2 separate regions of the Triticum aestivum genome follow, and region 1 is linked to region 2. A link is a contact called in public Hi-C data. All regions are on one chromosome and are shown on one strand. The core of a region is the stretch at or near the end of the contact, and the rest is flanking DNA. Distances in the headings are between cores, read along the strand shown. Region 1 holds the start of LOC123059935 (protein RETICULATA-RELATED 6, chloroplastic). Region 2 holds the start of LOC123059920 (exocyst complex component EXO70B1).

The links. A called contact is a pair of places that touch in the nucleus more often than the background predicts.
Region 1: a contact with region 2 is called in a Hi-C map of leaf, with 8 times the contacts expected there. The contact joins the promoter of LOC123059935 here to the promoter of LOC123059920 in region 2. A contact is called at or near these places in 3 of 5 Hi-C or Micro-C datasets (leaf and an unstated tissue) and 1 of 1 datasets of contacts at active chromatin or transcription factors (leaf).

Annotation. Positions count from the first base shown.
Region 1 is chr1A:494,744,176-494,749,520 of IWGSC CS RefSeq v2.1, forward strand. LOC123059935 (protein RETICULATA-RELATED 6, chloroplastic) reads left to right here and starts at 2,241. Exons shown (of 7, transcript XM_044482490.1): 1 at 2,241-2,917; 2 at 3,894-4,023; 3 at 4,410-4,934; 4 at 5,068-5,175. The coding sequence starts at 2,328. LOC123059936 (sorting nexin 2B) reads left to right here. Exons shown (of 5, transcript XM_044482491.1): 4 at 1,091-1,177; 5 at 1,274-1,788. The coding sequence ends at 1,354.
Region 2 is chr1A:494,347,319-494,353,109 of IWGSC CS RefSeq v2.1, forward strand. LOC123059920 (exocyst complex component EXO70B1) reads right to left here and starts at 2,553. Exons shown (of 1, transcript XM_044482478.1): 1 at 1-2,553. The coding sequence starts at 2,084. The coding sequence ends at 120.

The DNA of each region.
Region 1 (5,345 bases), core at 991-3,490, 400 kb after region 2:
AAATGTTCTCATTGGATGGTTTATTAATGAAAACTGGCGCACGTCCTCAACCAAGTCTGTTGACCAAGATAGTAGTACATGCTAGAATAATTGTCCTAAAGATTAATATTCTTGTGATAGCTGCACACATAATCGAATAATATTAGGCATGAGTAGCATATTTTTGAAGCTTCTAAACATTATAAGAGGCATTGCTGCTATGTTTGTGAATACAAAATACCAACTAGAAAAGCAGTTTGTTCAAGTCAAGTCATTATCCTTCAATATTATGCCTTTGAAAATCAGAACAAAATTTAGGATTACCGTCACCATGATGTAGGTTGGTGGCTAACATGTAGTTGAACTATGTTTGTCCATAAGTATATTCTGTTACCTTTTCTGGTTGACACATTCTGCAGGAAAGCATAGCTACAGCTGGGATTAATACAAAGGAGGGACGAGTTCTAGCTAGTGAAACTATGTACTCCCTCCGTTCCTAAATATTTGTCTTTCTAGAGATTTCAAAAAGTGACTACATACGGAGCAAAATAAGTGAATCTACACTCTAAAATATGTCTATATACATCCGTGTGTGGTAGTCCATTTGTAGTCTCTAAAAAGACAAATATTTAGGAGCGGAGGGAGTACATGCTAATCCACATATAATGTGTTAGTTGAGCTATTGCTGCTGCAAAAAAAAATAATTCTCTTCAATTTTTTAAGAGTTCCCAAAATTTAAATGACTGATCAGGTAGATTATGTATGCATACTAGGCTTTCTATGATAACATATTGCTTTGCTTTAAGAGATCCCAGAGGGTGGTCTTTGTCTTTGTGCTAAGATCCTGGGAGTGGATCATCACGTATGTGCGTCTTTTTTGGAGTTTCAACATGTATTTTCAGGGTATGCGGACAATGGTACAAACTGCAGGATCATTTTTTGAGTTAGAAAAATGGGTGGAGGTTGATTTCTTGTGTGGAGTTGGCACATCAATTTTTTGCAGGCCTCTGGGATGTTGGGAGTGTGTGTTACTGAATTTTGGAACCATGCTGCATCCGAAAGAATTATAATTTCGCCCTTCTGCCATTTACCTTCTCTATATTGAATGCAGGAAAATAACATGACTGAAATTAAAAGATTTGACAAGGATAGGCGTCGGGATCTTATTGAGATGCTGAAAGGATATGTTGTAAACCAGGTATGAATGTACTGCACAATTTTGACCATGAAATGTGTGGCAGGAACTGCAACAGCGTCGTTGAACAGAAATAACCTCTTTGATATGAATTGGCAGGTCTCATATTCGGACCATTTTGCTAATATGTGGGGAAAGGTCGCAGAGGAAACTAAAGTATACGCAAACAGGAGCAACTGATGCAGGCATGCAGCTTTGGTGTACAGTACTAGTATAGCAGTGGATTTTGCCCCTGACTTGAACACCGGCACAACCTTTCCTTTGTTCTCTCCAGTTTTGCCATTGTGATGCAACCTCCTCCTGAGATCTGTACAATTGCGCGATAATTTATTGCGGCTACCCGGTCTTGTTATAGACAAGGGACAGAAAAAAGAGAGGTGAAACAGGAGCACACGATCTTTCTCTATTGCCACGATGAAATGTTTGGTGGCACAGGAGTAGCATCTGGTTTGCATCGTGCCAGTGGCAAACACAACAAATCCAGCTTTCACACGCTGCCGACTGCTGACTGGGCTGGCTGGCGAGCGTGTGGCTGGCTATCTTTACTTATCCAAATGTGCATTTGGAGACCACAGTTGCCCACATGCACTTTTTTATTCTTCTCTGCATACCCATTGCCAAGTTTGGGAGTTGCGTGGTATCTCCGCCCTACTAGTATTTCAATTCTCTTCTGCTTAATTAATCGATGAGGCAAATCTTTTGCCTCCGTTCCAAAAAAAAAGTATTTCCCTCGTCGTCTTGTGCGCATGTCCAGTAGGAATCGCGTCGATGTGGATGGCCTGGTGCCAAGCTTACATGATGTGGCTGAGGAGTGTTCAACCATTGAAATCCTACCAGCGTCACAGATTCAACTGAGTTTGTCACCAAAATTTAAGTTCTTTTTGCTAGTTTTGATTGAAATCCCAAAAATTGCCTGTAAAATAGTCCCGCAAGTTAAAACATTTTAGGCGAAAAGTGCTGCCGACATATGGTTTTATTTGAAAAATTAATAAAGCTCCAAATTGCCAGAACACAAATTCAAATCAAAATCTAAGTGAGTTTATCCATCACCACAACCACAAAGGGAAGAAGAGTTTCACTAGTCTAAGCACAAGAGATCGTTGCTCCCCCGCCCCCGCGGCCGCGGTGCTGCCGGCGAAGCGGAGCTCCGAAAATGTCCCACGCGCCGCTCAGAAACGCCGCCGCCTCCTTCAAACCGCTCCTCCCGTCTCCCCGCTCCCGCCTCAGCACCAAGCCCCTCAACTCCGGCGCCGCCCCCTCCCCCCGCCGCAGCGTCTCCGCTTCCGCATCCTCCCGCCGTGACTTCCTCCTCCTCATCCCCTCCCTCGCCGCCGCCTCCGCGGTGCTTCGCGCGCCCCCCGCCGCTGCCGCCGACGACCAGGCGTCCCCCCCATCGCCTCCCGCCGAGTCTCCGGCCCCCGCCCCGCCGCCCCCGACGAAGGAGAAGGAGCCCGAGGGCGACGAGTCGGCCGTGTCGAGGGTGTACGACGCGACCGTCATCGGGGAGCCGCAGGCGGTGGGGAGGGAGGCCAAGGGCCGGGTGTGGGACAAGCTGGCGGCCGCCAGGGTCGTCTACCTCGGCGAGGCCGAGCTCGTGCCCGACCCCGACGACCGCGTCCTCGAGCTCGAGATCGTCACCAAGCTCGCCGCCCGCTGCGCCGACGCCCAGAGGCGCATGTCCCTCGCGCTCGAGGCCTTCCCCTGCGACCTCCAGCAGCAGCTCGACGACTTCATGCGCGGAAGGTGCGCTGCACCCCCTTACACAATTTTAATCAAGTTATCCGGAGAATTGCTTCCGATAAGAACATGGTTCACCTGCTTGCAACCGCATGTCGAGAAATCGCTGGAATTTTAGTTCTGTTTGCTTGACGCTTGTTGGACATTACGGGTTCATATTATGGTTCATTGACATTTCTTTGTCTTAGGAGATTGGGGTGCTCATAGAATTGAACTCTGATCTCTCTAATTTTCCATCCTGTTGGCATAATCTGCGACTAGCAAGAGCTGTGGTTAAGATTGTAAGGGCCAGGCCTGAACAACAGTGCCACTTGGAAGTTGGAACCACCAGAGTCATAGACTGACAGGGAAACCTTTTTTCAAACTCTGGTGCTTGAGATCAGTTTGGGTAACACATAGAGCTTGGGATTTCTCTATCTTCGCTTGGAGCGCTGATTAGTGATGTGGAGCTGTGGACATGTCTGTGCCTTTCTGATTTGTTGTGAGACATGCAATGCATTAAATAACTACCAGGCTAGTACGTTAACCCTCCTACGTTGCTACTCTGTTCCATTGAATCTGTATTTATTCACAATGTTTTATTTTCAATAGATGAAGTACACCTGGTGTCCACTTAGATGAATAGGCAATGTATCTTTTGCTCCTTAACATCTTATTTTTACTATAAGAATATAATGGAAGTTATATGAGTTACATCTCTGTTTCTACTCCCTCCGTTCAGAATTACTTGTCGCAGAAATGGATGTATCTAGACGTATTTTAGTTCTAGATACATCCATATCCGAGACAAGTAATTCCGAACGGAGGGAGTATTTAACAGTGCAGTTAATGCAGTGTTTCTATCGCAATTAAAGTTATAGGATTTCAATGCTGATGGACATTTCATCTTCCTGAAGAATCTGTTATCCACAAATGATATGCATTCTTGAGTGAGACCGCACTCCATTTTTTGTAACATTCTACAAGCTTATGCTTTATGTAGGATTGATGGCAGCATCTTAAAGTTGTACACGTCGCACTGGCCATCAGAGCGTTGGAAGGAGTATGAACCTCTTCTAAATTTCTGTCGTGATAAGGGAATTAAGCTTGTTGCTACTGGAACCCCACTGCAGGTGATTGATAGCTTTTATAATCTATTCACTGTCTATTCAACAGTTCGCAGGAACTTGTAACATTTTATTACCAATACCATTGTGCACTAGCGATTCAAATTCTTCTAATTTCTGACACCTGCAAAGTTTTTCCTTGATGCCTATGTGTTAATCTTATATCCATACTTTAGATTGCAGTTGTTGTGCCACATCCTGTGAACAGTTTTTCTGCAGCTTGCTGCAACTGCTTTAGCAGGCATGGGCGCTATTGAGTACCTAGACAACTCGGCATAAATTATTCAATGAGTCTAATTCCGAAAACCATGATATAACTTGCATACTGTTATGTTGTGCATACTACTTAACCTATGAATATGAGTAGAATTTAACGTTCCCTTATTGAGTAGGTGAAAAGAACTGTCCAAGCAGAGGGGATTGGAGGCCTTTCAAAAGCAGAAAGAAAGGAATATGCTCCTCCGGCAGGCTCTGGCTTCATTTCTGGTTTTAGGTCTGGCCGGTCATTCATAGAGAATATTACATCAACTCGTGACTCTCCTTTTGGTCCGAATTCATATTTATCAGCACAAGCAAGGGTAGTTGATGATTATACCATGTCTCAGATAATTATGAAAGAACTTAATGGTAAAGATCCTCCAGGGATACTAATTGTTGTGGCAGGTGCAAGCCATCTTATATATGGGTCACGAGGAACTGGTGTTCCTGCCAGAGTATCTAAAAAGTTGCCGAAGAAAGATCATGTTGTGGTACTACTTGATCCTGAAAGACAGAGTATAAGGAGGGAAGGTCAAATCCCAGTTGCTGATTTCTTATGGTATTCAGCGGCTAAAATTTGCAGTAGAAATTGCTTTGACCGTGCCGAAATTGCTAGAGTTATGAATGCTGCTGGCAGGAGGCCTGAAGCTTTACCCCAGGTATTTAATGAAAGCAGTCATGGTCAGATCTCTATTAGTAAAAAAAAAAACTGTGGCCAAAACATTTCCTTATCGTCGCACCATCGGATTTGTATAGTTTTGCTAATGGAACTCTTTCACTGAACTATTGCAGGATCTTCAGAAAGGAATAGATCTTGGAGTTGTTTCTCCTGAGATATTGCAGAACTTCTTTGACCTTGACAAAAACCCTGTTATGACTGAACTAATTCACCGATTCCAAGTAAGGAACTTTTCATTGATTCTGTTTTGCTCCGTGGTCCTTTCCACCTATATATCTTGTTAATTTATCTGATTGGTGTTGCTGGAAATCCTCTGAGATTTTGAAGCACATGCTGTTCTTGACTTGAAAACAGAATAAATATTGTAGCTATTGTTAAATAAATAAGACTC
Region 2 (5,791 bases), core at 1,303-3,802:
TGAGGTAAGAATATCACCATTACTGAGGAACAGATATTCACCAAGATCCCTGCCAGCAACTTAACAAATCTCAGAGAAAAATAGATTATCACCGGAACCACAAGGTACTGATCAACTGATCACTTTGCTGCTCCTTCAAACAAGTGCTGGATATGTGCCTCGACATCTTCTGGGGTGTACTTGATGTACAAGTCACGTCCAGTTTCAGGAGCTGATTTTAACCTGTTAATCAAAGCCGCATATGCTGGCATCACTGAATCCTCCACTGCTGCCCTAACGTCCATTCGCAACTGATCATCAGCTACCACCCACTCTGATTGTACTGCATAGATCTCCTCAAAGTAGGTATTAAACATCCGCAATTTCTGCAGCATTGCCTTGGCTGGGAGTGCACCAACACCAGAACCACCAATCTGCAGCACAGTTGTAACCTTGCCCCATGTTGAACGCTGATAATCCATGCTCCAGCGACGCACTCTAGTTGACAACTGCTTGATCCAGTCATCGCCGAGTAGAACACCTAGCTCGCTGTCATTCACTTTCTGGATAATGTACTTGCCATTGTTCATCAAGAAGATGCAAGCCAGTGAGGGATCTCGGTAAATCTTAGATTTTGCATCCAAATTCTTGTGCAGAACGTCCATGATCCATGCGATGTGCACAGCAAGTGAAGACGTGGGGCGGTCAGGGTCCACGGCAGCAGAAGCTCTACCGCCAGCACCAAGGTCGCCTTCCATCACCTCTTCCAATGTCTGCCGCGAACCGCATGCAGCACGGAGATAGTTCATGACATACCGAGTGATGGGGTGTATGCCACCACCAGGTGTGGCAACCCGGGCAGGGTCCCGGCGGATGAGATTTTCCAATTCCATGAATATACCTTTGATTGAGGAACCAAGGGTGTTGCACACTGCAGAGACCTCTGCGCGGAGTGCGGCGGAGTAAGGGTCCGAGAACACAGGGTCAAGGTCCGGGAGGATGTCCCGCACGGCCTCATACATGTCCACCACACGGAAGAGGCGCTCCGGCGAGCGGCTGGAGGAAGAAATGGCGTCGCCGAATGATATGAGCTGCAGCGCCTGAGTGCGCACGGCAGCAATAAAGGCGAGGTCGCCGAAGGGGGCGAGACCGTCGAAGACACGGTCGCATAGGCGGCGCTCGCTGGGGATCAGAATGCGGAAGACCATGTTGAAGGCTGGGATCCAGCGGGCGATGTCGAACTCCAGCTCCTCCCAGGGGGAGGCGTGGACCTCTTCGGCGGTGCGCGGCCGGACGCCGAGACGCGCGACGCTCTCGTCGACGAAGCCGCGCCGCGCGGCGGCGTAGGCCTCGGCGCACTCCCGGCCGAAGCCGGCGTCCACCATCCGGCGCGAGATCTGGTGCACGTTGGCAATGGAGCCCGGCGAGAGCGCGTCGATGACGACGTCGTAGTCGGTGACGGGCTTGGCGATCGGGATGGGCTCGTCGCCGTAGCCGTCCGCGCCGCCGTAGAACTCCTCGTCGTCGCTGCCGTCGGAAGCGAACCCGCCGGGCGCCGAGGGGGCCGCCTCGTCGGGGCGCTCGATGAGCGCCCGGAACTCGTCCTCCAGCCGCGCCATGCACCGGCTGAGCAGCTCGTCGGCGCGGTCGAGCAGCACGCGGTTGGTCCCCGCGGCGTCCAGCTCCTGCACGGTGCCGATGAGGTCGTCGACGGCCTCGAGGAAGGCGTCGGCGTCGCCCGAGTCGGCCCAGATCAGCCGGTCCATGGTGACGAACTGCGAGATCTGGCGGTCGAGCGTGCGCACGGTCCGCTCCATGGAGGTGACGGGCGGCCTCGCGGAGGAGCCCGGCACGGCGGCCGCGGGCGGCGGGGGCAGCGGCGGCGACGCCGGCATCGAGCGCTCCCCTCCGCCCCCACCTCCCCCGCCGCCGCCCGCCGCGGCCGCCACGGCGCCGCGCGCGGCGTAGATCTTGTCGAGCGACAGGCGGCCGTCGTAGTTGGAGAAGACCTTGAGGATGTCCTCCGTCATGGTGTCGCTGCTCCCGAGCGTCTGCACGATGTGCTGCACCGTCGCGAGCAGCTTCTCCTCGCCGTCCTCCGCCATCGCCGGCGCCCCGTGGGTGGGTGGGTGTGCGGGTCGGTCGCGGGAAGACGGCGTCCTCACGGGGGGTCTGCGGCTGGCTCCGATCTGGACGAGGTTTCCAGCTCCCCGCACGCGGCTTCGGGTGGTGGTGGTGGTTGTGGACTGCGGCGGGTGAGGCGATGACTTCCGTTCGCACGCGGTTGCTTGTGGCGGAGGACGACAGCGCGTGGACTACTGGCCGTCGTCTTTACTGGTAGTGGGCGCGGGACGGAAGCGGCCGCGCTCGGCTCGAGTGGTGGCTGGCAGTGCTCGCGTGGGATGGGTAACTCGCGGCGGACGGTCGGATGAGCCCGGCGAGAGGGACGAGTGGATGGTGAAAACGGCGTGGCCTCGAGGGAGGCGAAAGACAGCGGCCGTGGCATGCGCGACAGGATGTGCAAAGTGGCCGACGGGGAGAAAAGTCACCGAGGTGGAAATGACGGCGTGGCGTGGAGCAGTGGCGTGATTGACGCGGAGGTACGGGCCGATGGACTATGGAGGATGATGGACCATGGACGCAGACCTGGCCAAACGGGCCGGCCCGGCACGGCACGGCACGGCCTGTGCTAATCGTGCCTGGCCCGGCACGGCCCGCCATGGCACGTTTAATAGCCGGGCCGTGCCGTGCCGGCCCACGGGCGCTGCTCCTTGGCCCAGGCACGGCCTGATTAGTAAACGGGCCGGCCCGGTGGCCCGTTTAGCACGCTGGGCTGCACATTTTCAGCCTGCTGGGCTGATTTTTAGGCCTATTGGGCTGTATTTTAGGTATATATATATATATATAAAAATCTAAAAAATATAAAAAAAATTAAACGGGCCGTGCCGTGCCGGCCCGCGTGCCCAGGCTCCAGGCCCAGGCACGGCCCAAGGCGTGCCGCGTGCCGGGCACGGCCCGTTTAGCCCGTGCCGTGCCTGGCCCATGGCGGGCCGTGCCGGTGTGCTCGCGGGCCGGCCTGTTTAGCCCGGCCCGTTTGGCCAGCTATACATGGACGCTTGGGGGCAGACTTTGTGTTGGGGAGAGAGATTCAAACTTAAACTTTGAGGCGACTTGTACAGAGACAAAGTTGAAGATGAATCGAGTAAACGTTTTGCTTCGAAGGAGAGTTGCTGAATGGGTTGTTAAGTGCATCAGAGTACGAGGCACGTCATCTCTCGGAGAAAAGTAAGACGGTGTTTGATGAGATAGCCGACGAAAATGTGAAGGAAGCGGTGACGCACCACGGCGTTGGGAATGAAAATGTCGATGATGTGTTGTCATGTGCGCGAGCATGTTGTTGACGGTGGTGTAATTGTTTATGTTTCACACCAATAGATTGATTTGATCATTGTCACATTTGTGTTTCACATTCACTGCTTGAAAATCGGATACACCTAAAATAGAAACAGGCTAACCGTTGTGACATCAATGTAGATGCAAGGGACTGCCTCGTTGTGGTTACGTATGTCAGCCTTGTCCAAAACAAAGGAGTCTTTATCTCCTCTAGCAACTCCGCCGAGGTGTTCCATGATTATGACAGAAATCTAGAATCTTGAAAACTAGAATCTTTTCAAGATGGACAAAAATATGCACCCAACTAGCAGTCATGTTGTTGTTACCTGATGTAGAAACCTGTGACAACATTGTCCTAAATCCCGATGCTTCCAAGTCCTATGATGTTTGTGTTTTAACAACACTACAACAATTGTTCTAGGTAAATGCAATGCATATATGTACGTGGTGTATGCTACTACAAACCTAGCAACAGTTGGGCTCTACTCCTTTCTCGACCTTAAGGATGCATGGCTGCTTCTTTGTGAACTATGATCATATTGGGTCTGTCTTCTCATGCTTAAATAGGAACTTTACGAGATATGGGGCAACCACCATGAGACGGATAATTTAATGCACTTCAATACCACTGTTGAACACATGGGCATATATGCCTATATTGTTGTGAGCATCCCCTTGAATGAAGTAGTACATATGTATGTGATTTGATCTCACTGAGTGAAGTTGGCAGTGTAGCTTCTCTAGAGCACCACGTCGTGAGAAAGAACTTGCATTCATCATCTCAAGTTGCATCATCAACAACAAGTAGAAACGAGAATGTATTGAATAGAAACCAATAAGTCAATATTTGGTACAAGCCATGTATAGTTTCCTCTATTTGAATGAAAGGAGTGTTGACCGTAATTGGTAGGCATGTGGTCTTCCATAATTGGTCTCCCTAAGGACCGACACCTTGCAGAGTGTCGATTGTGTGGTCGTGTGTGATCATGTTGCTTGCGGTAGAGAACAATAGCACATGGACTGGTCATCGGCGTTACTGGTTCGTAGTAGGCACGGGACGAATGAGGTCGCGCTCGAGTGGTGGCAGTGCTCATGTACGATGGGTAACTTGCGGCGGATAGTCGAATGAGTTAAGCCAGAGGTATGAGTGGATGGTGAAAACGACGTGGCCTTGAGAAAGGCGAAAGCCACGGGCGTGGCATGCGCGACAGGATGTGCAAAGTGTTTGAGAGGAGAAAAGTCACGAAGGTGGAAATGACGGTGTGGCATGGAGGAGGGGCATTATTGGCGCGGAGGTTGGGGCAGTGGACTACGGATGGATGCTTGGGGGTAGAGTTTGTGTTCGAGAGACACAACAAATTTATAAACTACTCGAGATTCAGACTTAAACTTTTGAGGCTACTTGTATAAGACTAAGTTGAAGATGAAACGAGTAAACATTTTGCTTCGAAGGAGAGTTGATACACGGGTTGTTATGTGAACTAGAGTACGAAGCACGCCATTTCACATAAAAGTAAGTCGGTGTTTGATGAAATAGCAAGCGGAAATGCAGAGGAAGCACTGAAGCTCCATGGCGTCGGCAGTGAGAATTTGCTTATGTGCTAGTGGAATACATTTTTCGCGTGTGTGAGTATGATGTTGATAGGGGCACAATTTTTTTCTTTGATAATTGTCAGTTCTTCACACTAATAGAATGACCTAGTCATGTGGTTATATGTCAAAAAATAAATTGAAAATTTTCTTTCACATTCACTGCTTCAGAATATGGAACATCTACGATGCAAAAAAACTAATTGTTGTGACATCATTTTAAAAGTAGATTTTTTTTACTCTGATGGCATGTGTCAGATTTGCCCCAAAACAAGGCACCCTTATATTCTCTAGCAACTCAGGTGAGGTATTCCATGCCTATGGAAAAAATATAAAATGTTGAAAATAGACTATTTCTGTCATGATGTCATGGACGCCCTCTCAAGGATGGAGAAGAATCTGCGTCCAACCAACCATCATGTTATTATTTCATGATGTAGAAACACATGACTGATGCTTCCAAGTCCTATGATGTGTGTGCTTCAACAACACGGGAACAATGATTCCATTTAAATGCAATGCATATATGTTTGTGGTGTATGCTACTATGAACATAGCAACAATTGGGCTCTACTGCTTTCTCAGAGTTAAGGATGCATGGTTGCTTCTTTGTGAACTATGATCCTATTTCGTATGTCTTTTTGTGCTTAAATAGGAACATTATGAAATATGGTGCAACAACCATGAGACAGATGTTTTTACGCACTTTAATACCACCATAGGGAGCACATAGGCATATATGCTTATGTTGTTGTGAGCATCCCCTAGATGAAGTAGTCAGTGGCGGACCCAAAGTTAGCTGGCGCGAACATTTTTGGTTGAATTTTTT